Linked DNA regions of Zea mays: region 2 is linked to region 1. The links are chromatin contacts, called in public Hi-C maps. All regions are on one chromosome and are shown on one strand. The core of a region is the stretch at or near the end of the contact, and the rest is flanking DNA. Distances in the headings are between cores, read along the strand shown.

Region 1 (6,848 bases), core at 1,935-4,434:
GGTTTTGCATTTGGGGGTAGTTGAATTTACAGGATGATGATCTGAAGCTTTGTCTACACCTTTATTACTAAGCCCAGCCTTTTCATTGAAAAGGCTGCGCCTACGCATGCCACGTAAATGCTGTGACAAAGCCTGAAATAGCAGAAAACATGTCCTTTCATAAGAAAAAACATTGATAGTTCAGCCAAATTAGCACAGCCTATACAAAACTAGATTTACAGGAAAGAAAATGATAGAAAGTAAAAGGCTGAATACTGATGGCAATCTTGTTAGCATGTGGACACAAGATTATGCACAATTGAGAGCAATACAATGCACAAGGCACATGAATGGAAAACTGCTAATAAACATGGACTTGCTAAATCCATTCTCCTACATATAGGCCGTGTTTGGCATGGCTCCAGAGCAGAACTCCAAGAAGGAGCTAGAAAGAGCCTGCCAAACACCATAACTCCAGAGTTGCAAACTTCATGGAGTTTTCTGATCTGTAGTAGAATTTTTTGGAGTACCTCTTTTGCTGCTCCGAAAACTCTAAAAAAGCAACATCAACGTGGAGTTTAGAGTTATTTACCCGCTACTGTCACTGGTTATGAGACAACAATTTAAACTCTGGAGCAGAGCAGCTCTGAAGTGGAGCAGAGCCATGCCAAACACGCCCATGGTATCCAAGCTAATATTAGTTTGTAGTTTGTACATACAGATATATTGCACGAGTCTTCGAATTAGATTAGGTCAATTAGCACAGAGCATTAGTAAAGCCAATATACAAAACTTCTAAATGGCAACACAAAGCATACATACATTTTGCTCAGTAGGCATGTAATCTTTTGGCTCATTGAGCTTGTTACATGGCATCAACTGACTTTGCAAAGCACCAGGAAGTGCTTGGGGAGTATAAGCTACTGCAGCCCCTTCAACTGCCCCGTTCCAGTACAGATGGGGTTCATGCACAGAATTTTGGGTGCAATTTCCACTTGACTGAACATCCAACAAGGATTCACAAGGGTAGGGATTATCAGCCTTTTGTGTATCATTCATTGGTTGTGCTTCTGTTCCAGATGGTACGGCTAAAGTCAGCATATCACTACTTGATTGGTGTGTAATCATGTAAACCCCATTATATGCCGCAGGTTCATCATTGTTTTGTTCAGATAGCTGGTTTTCATGAACAACTATCCCAGAATGTGATGAATCCATTCTGTCTGGGCTACTCTCATCAAGGTTCATACCTTCTAGGCCTGTGCACTCCTGGGACATGGTAAGGTCTATTTTACCACCAGCGCATTGATCCTTATCGCTTTCCATACTGCCAGCAGCATCTTTTATGGATTGAGTCAATTGGCCTGTAGAGCTTGATGTATGATCTGAAGAATCAATAGATGCCTCGTTTAGTTGACAAGTGATATTACAATTCTCTGGCACAATGTCTTTGCATCTGATCATTCTAAAAGAGCCTGAGGTGCCTATCCGAGTTCTGACACTGCTAGGTGAGTGCAATTCATGAGGAAGCTGAACAGATTCGTCCCTACCAGCATGAAATACAAACTGTAAGGCAGAGCCAAGACAGACACATAAAAGTCGAGATTAGCTAGAAAGCATAGAGAAAAGATGAAAATAAACCTGATCAGAACTTTAGTTCCCTTTGTTGGATTAACATGTGGTGAGGCAAAGATCGAAGAAACAGGTGCCAAATCTGATGACTTGAATAGCTGCACATTATGTGCTGAGTCTAAAGGTTTAGGTGGTGGTATAGGCGAGAGATTGTTGATGAAATTGAACACAGGAGAATCCTGCAAAACAGTAAAATCAAATTAGAAAAGTAAAGCCATAGGTCTTTATTTCTTCACTACATACAAAAACGAGCTTAGATGCCCTGATGTCAATCAATTGAGAATTGGCCAAATCCAAACCATGACCTATTTTAGCAAATAGATATTACCACAGTCTTCTGTAAGAGGAAGTCTGCTAAACCCCGTAACTTACACCAACTTTTTCCCCAGCCCACTTAAGAGAACGCAACACAAGGAGTTGCATGCATTGAATACGATACAAGCTTATCAATGACAAATGCTTTATCAATGCCTGAATCGTGATGACAAGTAACATAGCTAAGTGTCTCTACTGATTGGAAAGCAATCTTGCAAGGAACCCCGAGGCGCATTGAAAGGCCTAGAATGATGAGCTGAATAGCTGATCAAATGCAGCAGTGCTGAGACATATATTGCTTGCAAAAGGAAATGAAGTGAGGGGCCTGATACTAGGACGTCCTAATTGCCGAGAAAGTATGTTCATGACCAAGCAATGTGCATGATCAGACACCCATATCCAAGCTACAGTGCTACACCCAGGAGTTCCTCAGCAAAAAGCACAAACAACCCCCAAACTCCAGAAAACTCACACTTCGCATGGACAGAGGACCAGCAAACGTATGAATCTAAGCATTGATGTTGGAGATCCAAAGGTCCAAACAATGCACGCATCAGAGCGTAGTAACATCTCATGGAACGACGAGGTGACAGTCCAAATGGACAGGCCGCAGAACTCACAGAATCAGCAAGCCAATTGGTCCATCTAGTAGGGATGGTTGATCTAATGAAACTAGCAGCAGTAGCCTGATTGACAGTAGTAGTCGCCTTGAGTAAGGCCCCCCAAATCCCCACCTCTCACTCGCAGAGAAAACTCGTGAAGAGTTGAAGACCTCAAATCCAACTCCAACATCGGTGAAACCGGCGACAGGGTGCGTCGACCAGAACCCTAATCGCCCACCCACCCACCCACCGAAATGCGCCCTCCCAGTCCCCAAAACAGATCACCAAAAACGTCAAGCAAATGCGGGCACAGCAAATCGCATCCGCCGCGCAGCCGCCCGCCGACCGACCGACCAGTCCAATCCAAGCACGAACGGCACGCTTCCCCGCCCCCGCTCCTAAAATCCCCACACAGAGAAATGGCCTCAGAACCCCCCATCAGAACAGCGAAAACCGGTGGGAACAAGCATCAGCGGGGCGGCCCCCTGGCTGCGAGCGAGATGGAGGACCTCGAACCCGGCGCCGGCGCCGGCGCGGGGCCTATCCGGCGTGTCCATCTGGTCCGGCGACCCCGCGGTGGGCCTCCCGCATCTGTCTCCCTCCCCGCCGCCGCCTCCTCCACTGAGTACTGACGAGTGACGAGCGAACACTAATGCTTGTCCTAATAATTTTTACTGGGCCCGACAAGAGGTTTCTCGTGTTGCGATGCGCCGGACGTGCGACGCCCGGCCGAGATTTTTTTTTTCTCCCGCACCTTGCAGTCGGTCGGCCTCGGCTTGGCTCGGATGCGTGCGTTTGATGGTTTGAGGCGGCCATGGGCGGGAACCCACATTGAGCCTGTTTGGTTCAGCTTTTTTCTGACCAGCTTTTCTGAGAATCTGGCTGTGGAGAGAATCTGACTGTGTAGAGAATCTGAGTATCATTAGAATTACGTGCGGAGGAAGATAAATGTATCCATATGACTCAGGATCTAGAAAGTGACAGATTCCTACTATTGCAACGACTCAACCGATTATGTGTTTATGTTGATGTTGAATGGTTTTAGCCAAACGAATTTTATAGAAGCTGACTGAAAAGCTGAGTGTTTGGCAGTCCGCAACAGCTTTTGGTGGCCAGAAGCAAGCTCCAAAAAGCTGAAACAAACAGGGGCATTTTCGGGGGAGCGGTCGGACAGACGATCCGACTGCAGATAGGCTTCACAAATTTCTATTCAACTCCATCTTTTTTTAGCAATACAACTCCATAGATTTGGGCTTTTTTTCACTCCTAAATTATATAATCCAAATCCATAGATTTGGCCTTGTTAGTTTACACCAACCCAACTCTTAATTAGCATGGATTAGAATTAAATCAATGTCACAATTTATGCTCCAAAATAATCCAAGTCTACTCAAATTTTTGTATTCGGTTAAACTCATCATGAATTATAATTATCGGTGTTTCGTACCTCGCTCCGACAAGAAAATTTATTATGCGCGTTCCGGGCTCCAGAGGACGTGCGTGGAGGGCGTAAGATTTATACTGCTTCGAACAGAGCATCCTTACATCCAGTCATCGGGCTTACGCTACCGACACCATTAATGATCAAACTCATAGTTATAAGCAGATGAGAGAGGGAAGAGAGGCTCACAGACGTCTTATGGGGGGTGGAAGTGGAGCTTAAAAGTTATAAGATGGAGTCCTAACTAAGCTTTAGTTTGGCGGGGCTCCGGCCTCCTGTCCTCATCGGTGTTGCTTCTCATGTTCGTCCTTGTGGGCTTGTCTCCGTCTGAAGGTGTCTGGTCGTCTCCAAGTGTCCTTCTATTCCTTTATTCGTATGTCGGCGTTTCGACCCCGGGGGGTCCCTGGACCGACGAGTAAAATTGTTGTTGCGTGCCCCAGCCCAGATGGGTTGGCGCGAGATGGAACACGAAGGGGGGAAACCGCGGCTCGTGTTATCCTGCGCCAGAGTGGGTGCGCTTGCAGTAGGGGTTACAAGCGTTCGCGAGGGGGAGAGGGAGTCCCGCGTGACCACCCTCTCATATGAGGGTCCTGGCCCTTCCTTTTATAGATGCAAGGAGAGGGTCCAGGTGTACAATGGGGGTGTAGCAATATGCTAACGTGCCCGGCAGAGAGGAGCCAGAGCCCTATGTACATGCCAACGTGGCTGTCGGAGAGGTGCTAGAGCCCTGTGTACGCGGAGTCGTGGACGTCGGAGGAGGGTTTGAGCCATGTAGAAGCACAACTGTCGGGGCTGTTGGGACCTTGCTGACGTCTCTTTGCTTCCGTAAGGGGCTGAGAGCCACCGTCGTCATGGACGCACGCGGGGAGCCATCATTACTTGTTACCGGGGCGAGCTTGGATGGGACGCCGGTCTTGTTCCCCCGTAGCCTGAGCTAGCTAGGGGTAGGGTAATGATGTACCCCCTGCGGCGTGGTCGGTCCGAGCCTAAGGTCGGGCGAGGTGGAGACTCCTCCTGAGGCCGAGGCCGGGGTCGAACGAGGACGCGATTCCTCCCGAGGTCAAGGTTGAGGCCGGGCCCTGGGGTCGGGAGAGGCGGAGACCACCTTCCGAGGTCGAGGTTGAGGCCGAGCCCTGGGGTCGGGCGAGGCGGAGACCACCTTCCGAGGTCGAGGTTGAGGCCGAGCCCTGGGGTCGAGCGAGGCGGAGACCATCTTCCGAGGCCGAGGCGGGGGCCGAGCCCTAGGGTTGGGCGAGGCGGAGACTTCCTGTTGCGCCTGAGGCTGGACTCAGCTGCTGTCAGCCTCACCCTAGCGGGTGGCACAACAGTCGGAGAGGGGCGAGCGGCGCTGTTTTCCTGTCAGGTCAATCAGTGGGAGGGCGAAGTGACTGCGGTCACTTCGACCTTACCGACTGAGGCACGCGTGTCAGGATAAGGCGCCAGGCGATCCTTGCATTGAATGCACCTGCGATACGGTGGGTTAGTGAGGTGATTTAGCCAAGGTTGCTTCACAACGAAGCCTACCCGAGCTGGGCTTCGGGCGAGTCGAGGGTGCGCCCGTTGCTTGAGGAGGCCCTCGGGCGAGGCGTGAATTCGCCTGGGACTACAGTTCCCGCCCGAGGCTGGGCTCGGGCGAGGTGAGATCGCGTCCCTTGTGTAGACGAAGCCTTGACCTGAATTGCGCCCATCAGCCTCTGTAGTTTGTGCTGATGGTGATTACCAGCCGAGTTTAGGAGTGTTAGGGGTACCCCTAATTATGGTACCCGACAATAGCCCCCGAGCCTCAAAGGGAGTGTTGGTACTCGCTTGGAGGCTTTGTCGCACTTTTTTGCAAGGGGACCGGCCTTTCTTGGTTACACTTTGTTCCGGTGGGTGCGCGCGAGCGCACCCGCCGGGTGTAGCCCCCGAGGCCTCGGAGGAGTGGTTTGACTCCTCTGAGGTCTTAATGTCTTTCGTGATGCCTCGGCCGGTCTAGTTGTTCCCTCATGCGATCTGATCGTAGCCCGGGTGCATGGTCAGGTTCTGAGTTTTCAGGCTGGTTTGTTGACGCTGTCAACGGTTTGGCCATAGCCGGGTTTGCGAGAGCAGCCCCCGAGCCTCTGCGCGGAGCGAGAGGACGATCAAGGACTGTCTCGGCTTTTATCATACGCCCCTTCGTCGCCTTTCCGCAAGGAGGAAGGGGGGAAAGCGCCATGTTGCCCTCGGAGGGCGCCGAACATGGTGTTTCCAGTGAGTTGCTAACGGGTGATCCGAGTGGACGCCCGTGCCCCGTTCGATAACGGTCGACTAGTAGCCCAGAGGCGCGCTCCAAAAGTACCTGCAGGTGATTTGCCGGACTCGGTCCCGTTCGATAGGGTCTGAGGGCTCGATGCCTCCCTCTGATGGGATTCCGTTACAAAATCACTCCTGTTGGTCTCAGAAATGTCCTAGGGTACCTCGGGAGCGTAGCCCGAGCCTCGGCCATGTATCGGACGTACCCAGAGTCATCGCTCGCTCTGCGTGCTCTGGGGCGACTGTCGAACCCTTTCGAGGGGCCAGCCTTCGAACCCCTGATCAGTAGTGGGCGCGGAGCCCGAGTGCTCTGAGGCGGCTGTCGAACCCTTCCGAGGGGCCAGCCTTCGAACCTCTGATCAGTAATGAGTCTGGAGCCCGAGTGCTCTGAGGCGGCTGTCGAACCCTTCCGAGGGGCCAGCCTTCGAACCCCTGATCAGTAGGAGGGCTCGGGGCCCGCTTCCTTCGCGGAGAAGGATCCCTTTCGAAATGTCCCCTTTCCCGGTCCCTATAGCAAGAGAGAGAAAGGGGAAGAAGAAAAGCATATGAATTTTAACGGTGTGGCGCACCTTTTTTGACGCGGTCATCATGGCGGAGGTGAAACGTCG
Region 2 (6,212 bases), core at 346-2,845, 730 kb after region 1:
ACGCTTAAATTGGTGACTTAGATCAACTCGGCCATACCCAACAACTTGTCCTACAAAACAGGTTACATAACTAATCCCATCTAGCATATAGCTACCTACTAAACCCTCTATCCATATGTTACCTACAAAACTATCTTAACCTCCTGTCCTAAACCCGGAAGGAGACACCATAGCTCAAGAAAGAAGAGATTAAACCCTACTAGCTAGGTGTTAACTTAACTCAGTACAGTAGACCAACTCAGTCACATATATGAGATCTGACCCAACCAATAGAGTCATGATGAAATGTATAATCTATCTATCCCCGCCTAACATCAAACAAACTTTTGACCTATATCATGTAGTCCATCTCACCCATAACTATTTCAACCATATGCCCCAACTCTGCTGATATACATTAACCTCGAATCAATGAGACCAAGACCGAAGAAGAAAAGATCAACCTCAACAAGGAAGGAGATAACAGTCAAAGCGAATCTCGAGACGAATCAAGACTTAAACCTTTCGGACGAAGTCTTTCCTTGCCATAATATTTATTACATCAACCTGTCTAGCTTATGTCCTACATAATAAGTAGTTGGATACCTATGCTCTCCTAATCACCCACTATTGACTATAAAAAACGAGACTCTGGATTTTTGAACCAATTATAGACTAAAAGCCGAATTACAAACCAATCCTTATGTATCCCTTTTCATACAAATATCGAGGACGAGATTTCTGTTAAAGGGGGTAGGATTTGTAAAGCCCAAAAAATTGTATAAAAAATAAATAAAATAAATGAATAAAGAAATAAATAGTAAAGTGAGATATCTCAAATTATACTTGAACTTTGAATTTTGAGGACTGAATTTCGAAACCAAGAATTAATGAAGAGAAAGAAGTAATAGAAAGTTTTTCTATCCAACTAAGAGATTACTCATTTCATTAAAATGAAAAACTATAAGCATTTATTTAAATGGTTATTGATATATAAGGATAGTATTAAATTTAGATGACTCAAATCTAGACGGAACTTTTAAATTTAATTTAAACTCAGAAAAAATTAATGAATTGGAGAATTTCCTATTTATTTGAGTAAATACCCCTTTATCAATATTATATTGAGAGGCATTAAGTAAAGTAAGAAGTAAATAGACTTTACACTCATGCTTGGAGTTTTTGTTTGTGCATTTAACAATAACACTAATAAAAGTATAATAATGAGTCAAAGGTTTGGGATAAAACCTAAATTTGAAGTTTGAAATTCAAAAGTGGAAAAAGGGGGAAGAAATATTATAAAACCCAAAATAAATCCATAATTAACTAAATTCATTCTACTGATATGTTCAAGATGAAAATTTAATTTGAGTACAAATTTTGCTGTGAGGTTTGAATTCAAATTCTAGATTTGGAAATAAAAGGAAAACAAAAGAAAACAGAAAAATATTAAAAAGAAAAGAGCCTATCAGCTTTTTGGGCCAAAACTATTTTCCTGGCCCAATATCACGCACCCGCTGGCCCAGCCAAATCCCACCGCGGCCCACCTACCACCATGTAGACGGCCTAGGATACCCACTCCGCGCCCGCGCACCGTGTGTCGCTGCCGTGTAGGCCACTCGCGCCAGCCTCTCACCTCACGCGCCACTCACACCACTGACTGGTGGGCCACCCCGGTCAGCTCCTCCTTCTTCGTTGGCCGTTTGCAACAGATGTCGCGTGCATCTCGCGCTCCTCCGACCGATTCTTCACCCCCAAAATCGGAATCGGCCCATTCGATCTCACGCAGCTCATCCACACACGCTGTTGGTGACGCGCACCTCTTCCCTTGGGTCATCAACGATTGGGGCCACATGTCGGGTCCCTCCTGATCGTCATCTTCGGATCGGAGATAGCACCGACAACCTCGTAACAAACCCAGTGCGCCAGGGAAATCTCATGTGGTCGTTGCATGCCAAGTTCGCCTTCTCGCGCCTATATCATCGGGCCACCTGTTCCTCCTCCTCGTCTCGTGGGATCGCAACCGGAGCCACCATCTACCGGGAGGAGAGCGCCGTCGCCGCCGTATCTTGACCTCGACGTCAATTCTCGTCAGTCAAGCCATGTGGTTCTCTGCGAGTGGTCTGGAAGCATTGCATGGAGGTATGGAGTTATGACGAGATGCTTCCCGACTGGATGATCGGTCAGAGCTCGCCGAATTTCTCGTCGTTACTTAACTTCATCAACCATCTACAGCACGTCGTGGCCGTGAGAAACTACCTTGTGAATCCCGTGAGAGCCTTTCCCGCAGCTTCCTCATGTCCCCAATTCGGTATAACCATATTTCGAATAGGAAATAGCATTCTTAGGCGGGCTGGCCGCTGTTCCAGCCATGGCGCCGCCACGAGTAAGCCTGTGTTGCCACTCTAGGTTATCGGGTGGGGGAAGAGAGTGATCTTGTTGTTGAATACGTGATGAACGACCGGGATTAGAGTGTGGGGTATAGCTGCGGTGTGAACAATTTGGTCGTTGGATGCGATCTGTTCGATTCCTATTAGATCTCAATTCATAAAACTCTGATCGTCGATCTTTAATCTGACGGACGTAGCTTCATACCGGTTCAGTATTGATGGCTTCTAGTCTGTGTCGTCCGTAGTGGATCGGGCGGCCGAGAGTTAACCATAACCCTTCGTCGTGGTAATGTTGCTAAAGAGCCCTCGGGGTTCTTCATAATAAACTTGTGGTCCATCGCGGGGAAGTTATGAGTCTTGGAAATATTTACGTAGTAAACCCTGTGCTTATCTGTTTTATGCGCATAGTCCAGAGAACAGAGAAATTAGATAATAAATTTTAGAAAATGATTTTTAGAACAAAAACAATACTAGAAACTTGTATAATTCATAGAAAATTCATATTAAGTCCAAATTGATCCTTTCCAATTTCTATATTTTTGTAATATTAGTGTTTATCAACTAGTGTCTCTGTTTTGACATGAAAACCATATTAAAATTAATCTCCTAATTAATCTTGTACCTAGCACCTATAACTTTGAAAATTCATAACTTCCCCATTTTGACTCCGAATCAATCCGTTCAAGTTGCATTAGCTTCATATAAATATCTACTACGCAATAGAAACATTGATTATATGATATCCCATACTTTTATAATTAGGTAACTAATTTGACTAATCTATGTTTTCTCGATCAGATTATCCTAATATTAATATTAATATAGTATCCTGATCTTATGGCTATCTTTGGCCTAAAAGATAATTTATAATCAAGTAATGACTTAGATTAAAGTTGATTTAATTATTTGTAAGATACTCTCTCATATGATGTATACTAATCAATTTACAATATTGTTTAATCGTTAATTCACATTTATCTTCCATAAATCATAACTCCTTAACCGGAACTCCGAATTTAGTGATTCTCATTCCCACGGTCTCGTTACGATGCATAGATTATTATTATGTAGTTTGTTCTTATGTTTGGCATGATGTTAATTTTGTATATACCATGTTTGTTGTATTGCTACGACTAGCAATGAGGTCATGAGAATCTGAAGATCATCCTGGTACCTAGAATCTCAAGTCCTAGGCAAGTTGTGCCCTTGATCACTTTTATTTACCCAATAATGTTCTTTATAATCATTTTATCATGTATAGACTTAATTTTGATGGGACCCAATAGGTCACCCTAGTCTGATTATCTTTATACCTTGTTTACCCCTGACCTATTTGGGTAGTTTTTGCTATTGCTCTATATGGTTTTGGATTAATATTACATTATCTTCATATTCCAATTATACTGTTATTTTATTTATGTTCATGTCAAGATCATTATTTTTAATTGGAACATGGAGCTTAACTTGATAAACACGTGCCACCACAAGGGTGGAATGGGACGCCATTGGCTGACTAATTAGGAAAGCTAGTGGAAGACTACCTTACCCAAAAGGGGCAAGGGCAGTAGGGGAGTAGGCGTGTAGGGAGGTTCCCGGGTTGATTTTGCTGCGATGGCAGTCAGACGGGGGATTCCTACATTGCTCTTCCTGGAAACTGTAGCGGGTTTTCAGAAGCTAGTGGAACTTTGTAAAGGCCTCGTAGTGGATCCCTAGCCATTCACCTCGGAAGTGTTTAAGGGTCTAGCTAACCCTGGCGACAAGGGATACACGACTTGTGGGTACAGGGTACAACCTCTTCAGAGTGTAAAACTGGTATACTAGTCGTGCTCGCGGTCATGAGCAGCTCAGGACTCATGCATGATTAAATTATAGAACTAAATTCACTTTGTCATTTGCATTGCATGGGATTTATTATTAATTTTGTTCTATTATTATTATGGTTTGATATATACTTACACTTAGTAACTGCTAATAAAATTTTGACCAACTTTAAAAGCAATGCTCCGCTTTAACCCTTCTCTTTGGTAAGCCTTACACTTCATGAGCTCCCACCTTTGGCGAGTTTAGACACATTATTCCCCACAACTTGTTGAGTTATGATCTTTTGTGAGCTCACCCTTGTTGTCTGACACCCCCCCACATGTCAAGAACAGGTACCACTGGATGAGGCGCATCGAGGATGCTGCGATGTATTCGTGAGAGGTCTAGGTCGTCGTCTCCCAGTCAACTTCGGGGTGCTGGATCATTGTCTCCTTTTGATGTAATTATTTAATAAAGTTGTGACATTTGTTTCTGTACCATGATTCGTCATATGTGTGAGACTTGGTCCCAGCACACCTGGTGATTATGTTCGCGCACGGGTCCCTAAAACCCGAGTGTGACACCTGTGGACTGGTTGCTTTGACCTTCATATGCTCATGACCAATTGATCCTCATTATTGGAGCCACGAGACGTATGAATGCTGAGTTGACTTTCTGGTGGCTATAGCACCTATGGGTTAGGACCCACCACGCTTCCGCTACACCACATTGATCTTGTTTGTTGATGTTGATTGTGTTGTCTTCATTGGGGTTGGCGGCTAACCCCCTCAACAAGAGCATTGTTATGCAATTGGTGAAGACGTTGTCAACTCTGATCTTGAATGATTTGAAGAAGTTGCGGGTTGCCAGCTGGGCAGGTGCAAGAGGAAAGAATAGCGAGAAAAGGTAAGTATAGACGAATTAGAGAGAGCAGGGGGGAGAACCCAACTACTTAACTATATGGCACTCACCTAGTAGTTGATGCCATTACGGACCAAGGACCACAACACATCAACACTCATCACCAAGAAGCAAATCACTCATAACACAACGACAAACATCACAAGCATTCAACAACAAACATCTCGTTGCTATACGTTCATTTTAATTAAGTGATGGTCTTTCTTGAAAAGGGAATAACTACTTTCTAAGGCTGTTGAAAGATGAGGCAAAGAACAAGACATATGAGACAGGAGCATGAGCACAACAAAAGATACAGCTGAGGAAAGATCTGCAAAGAGGCAAGGGAGGGAAACAACCAAGGACAAGATGGGTAAAACCATGCTCTCGAACTGAAATGGGAGAGAGAAGGCTTTGAAATGCATGTACAAGATAAACATCAAGGTAAATACCGAGAGATGATAAGAGTTAAAGGTAATAATAGATAGAAGCACAACAAGGGATGGGGTTGGGACAAAACTTACAAGGTGACAGAAGGGGAAGCGATCAAGGGAGGGATAGGTAACTCACCACTTCTGAAGCTAGGTTGGTAAAGAGGAGACTTTTAAAGAGTAATTTCGAAGTAACCAAATAGGTAAAGACATAAATATCACAAGGGTCAAAGGCGATAAAGACAAGGGTGTAAGAGAAAAGATACGACATAGGAGAACCAAGGGTACAAACACAACGAAAAATGGAGTTAGGACAAGGCTTGCACGCGATAAAGAAGATGTAGCCAACGGTGAGATAAGTGAAACACTGCTCTCACATTGAGATAGAAAAGAGGAGATTTAAAAAGCAGACCTAAGATAAGAATCAAGGCAAGATCTAGAGATTACAATGGTAAGGGAGATAACAGATAAAAGCGCAACAAAGGATTGAGTTAAGACAAGACTTGCAAGTGACAGAGGAGAGGATACGACTATGTGCCAGATAGGTAAATTTCCACTCTCAATTTGAGGTAGAAGAGAGGAGGTTCTTAAAGAGCAGGCAAAAAGATAAGTATCAAGGTAAAATTGATAGATGACAAAGGTAATGGGGGTAACAATTAAAAACACCTCAAGGGATGTAATTAAGACAAAACTTGCAAGGTGGCAATGGGGG

The links. Hi-C and Micro-C count contacts between places; a contact is called where the count stands out from the background.
Region 2: a contact with region 1 is called in a Hi-C map of leaf, with 7 times the contacts expected there. The contact joins the enhancer-like site here to the promoter of LOC100216775 in region 1. A contact is called at or near these places in 2 of 25 Hi-C or Micro-C datasets (leaf and root tip).

What each region holds. Positions count from the first base shown.
Region 1 is chr3:121,299,744-121,306,591 of Zm-B73-REFERENCE-NAM-5.0, forward strand. LOC100216775 reads right to left here and starts at 3,185. Exons shown (of 11, transcript NM_001317372.1): 1 at 3,038-3,185; 2 at 1,621-1,790; 3 at 802-1,525; 4 at 1-132. The coding sequence starts at 3,085.
Region 2 is chr3:122,032,381-122,038,592 of Zm-B73-REFERENCE-NAM-5.0, forward strand. No RefSeq gene overlaps it. Among protein-coding and RNA genes, the nearest start is that of LOC103650483, 11 kb to the right of the region's middle. Within about 2 kb of position 1,596, at least 16 of the 20 cell types and tissues checked have an H3K27ac peak or open chromatin away from gene starts, as enhancers often do. A contact at or near this core is called in leaf, where this site is marked.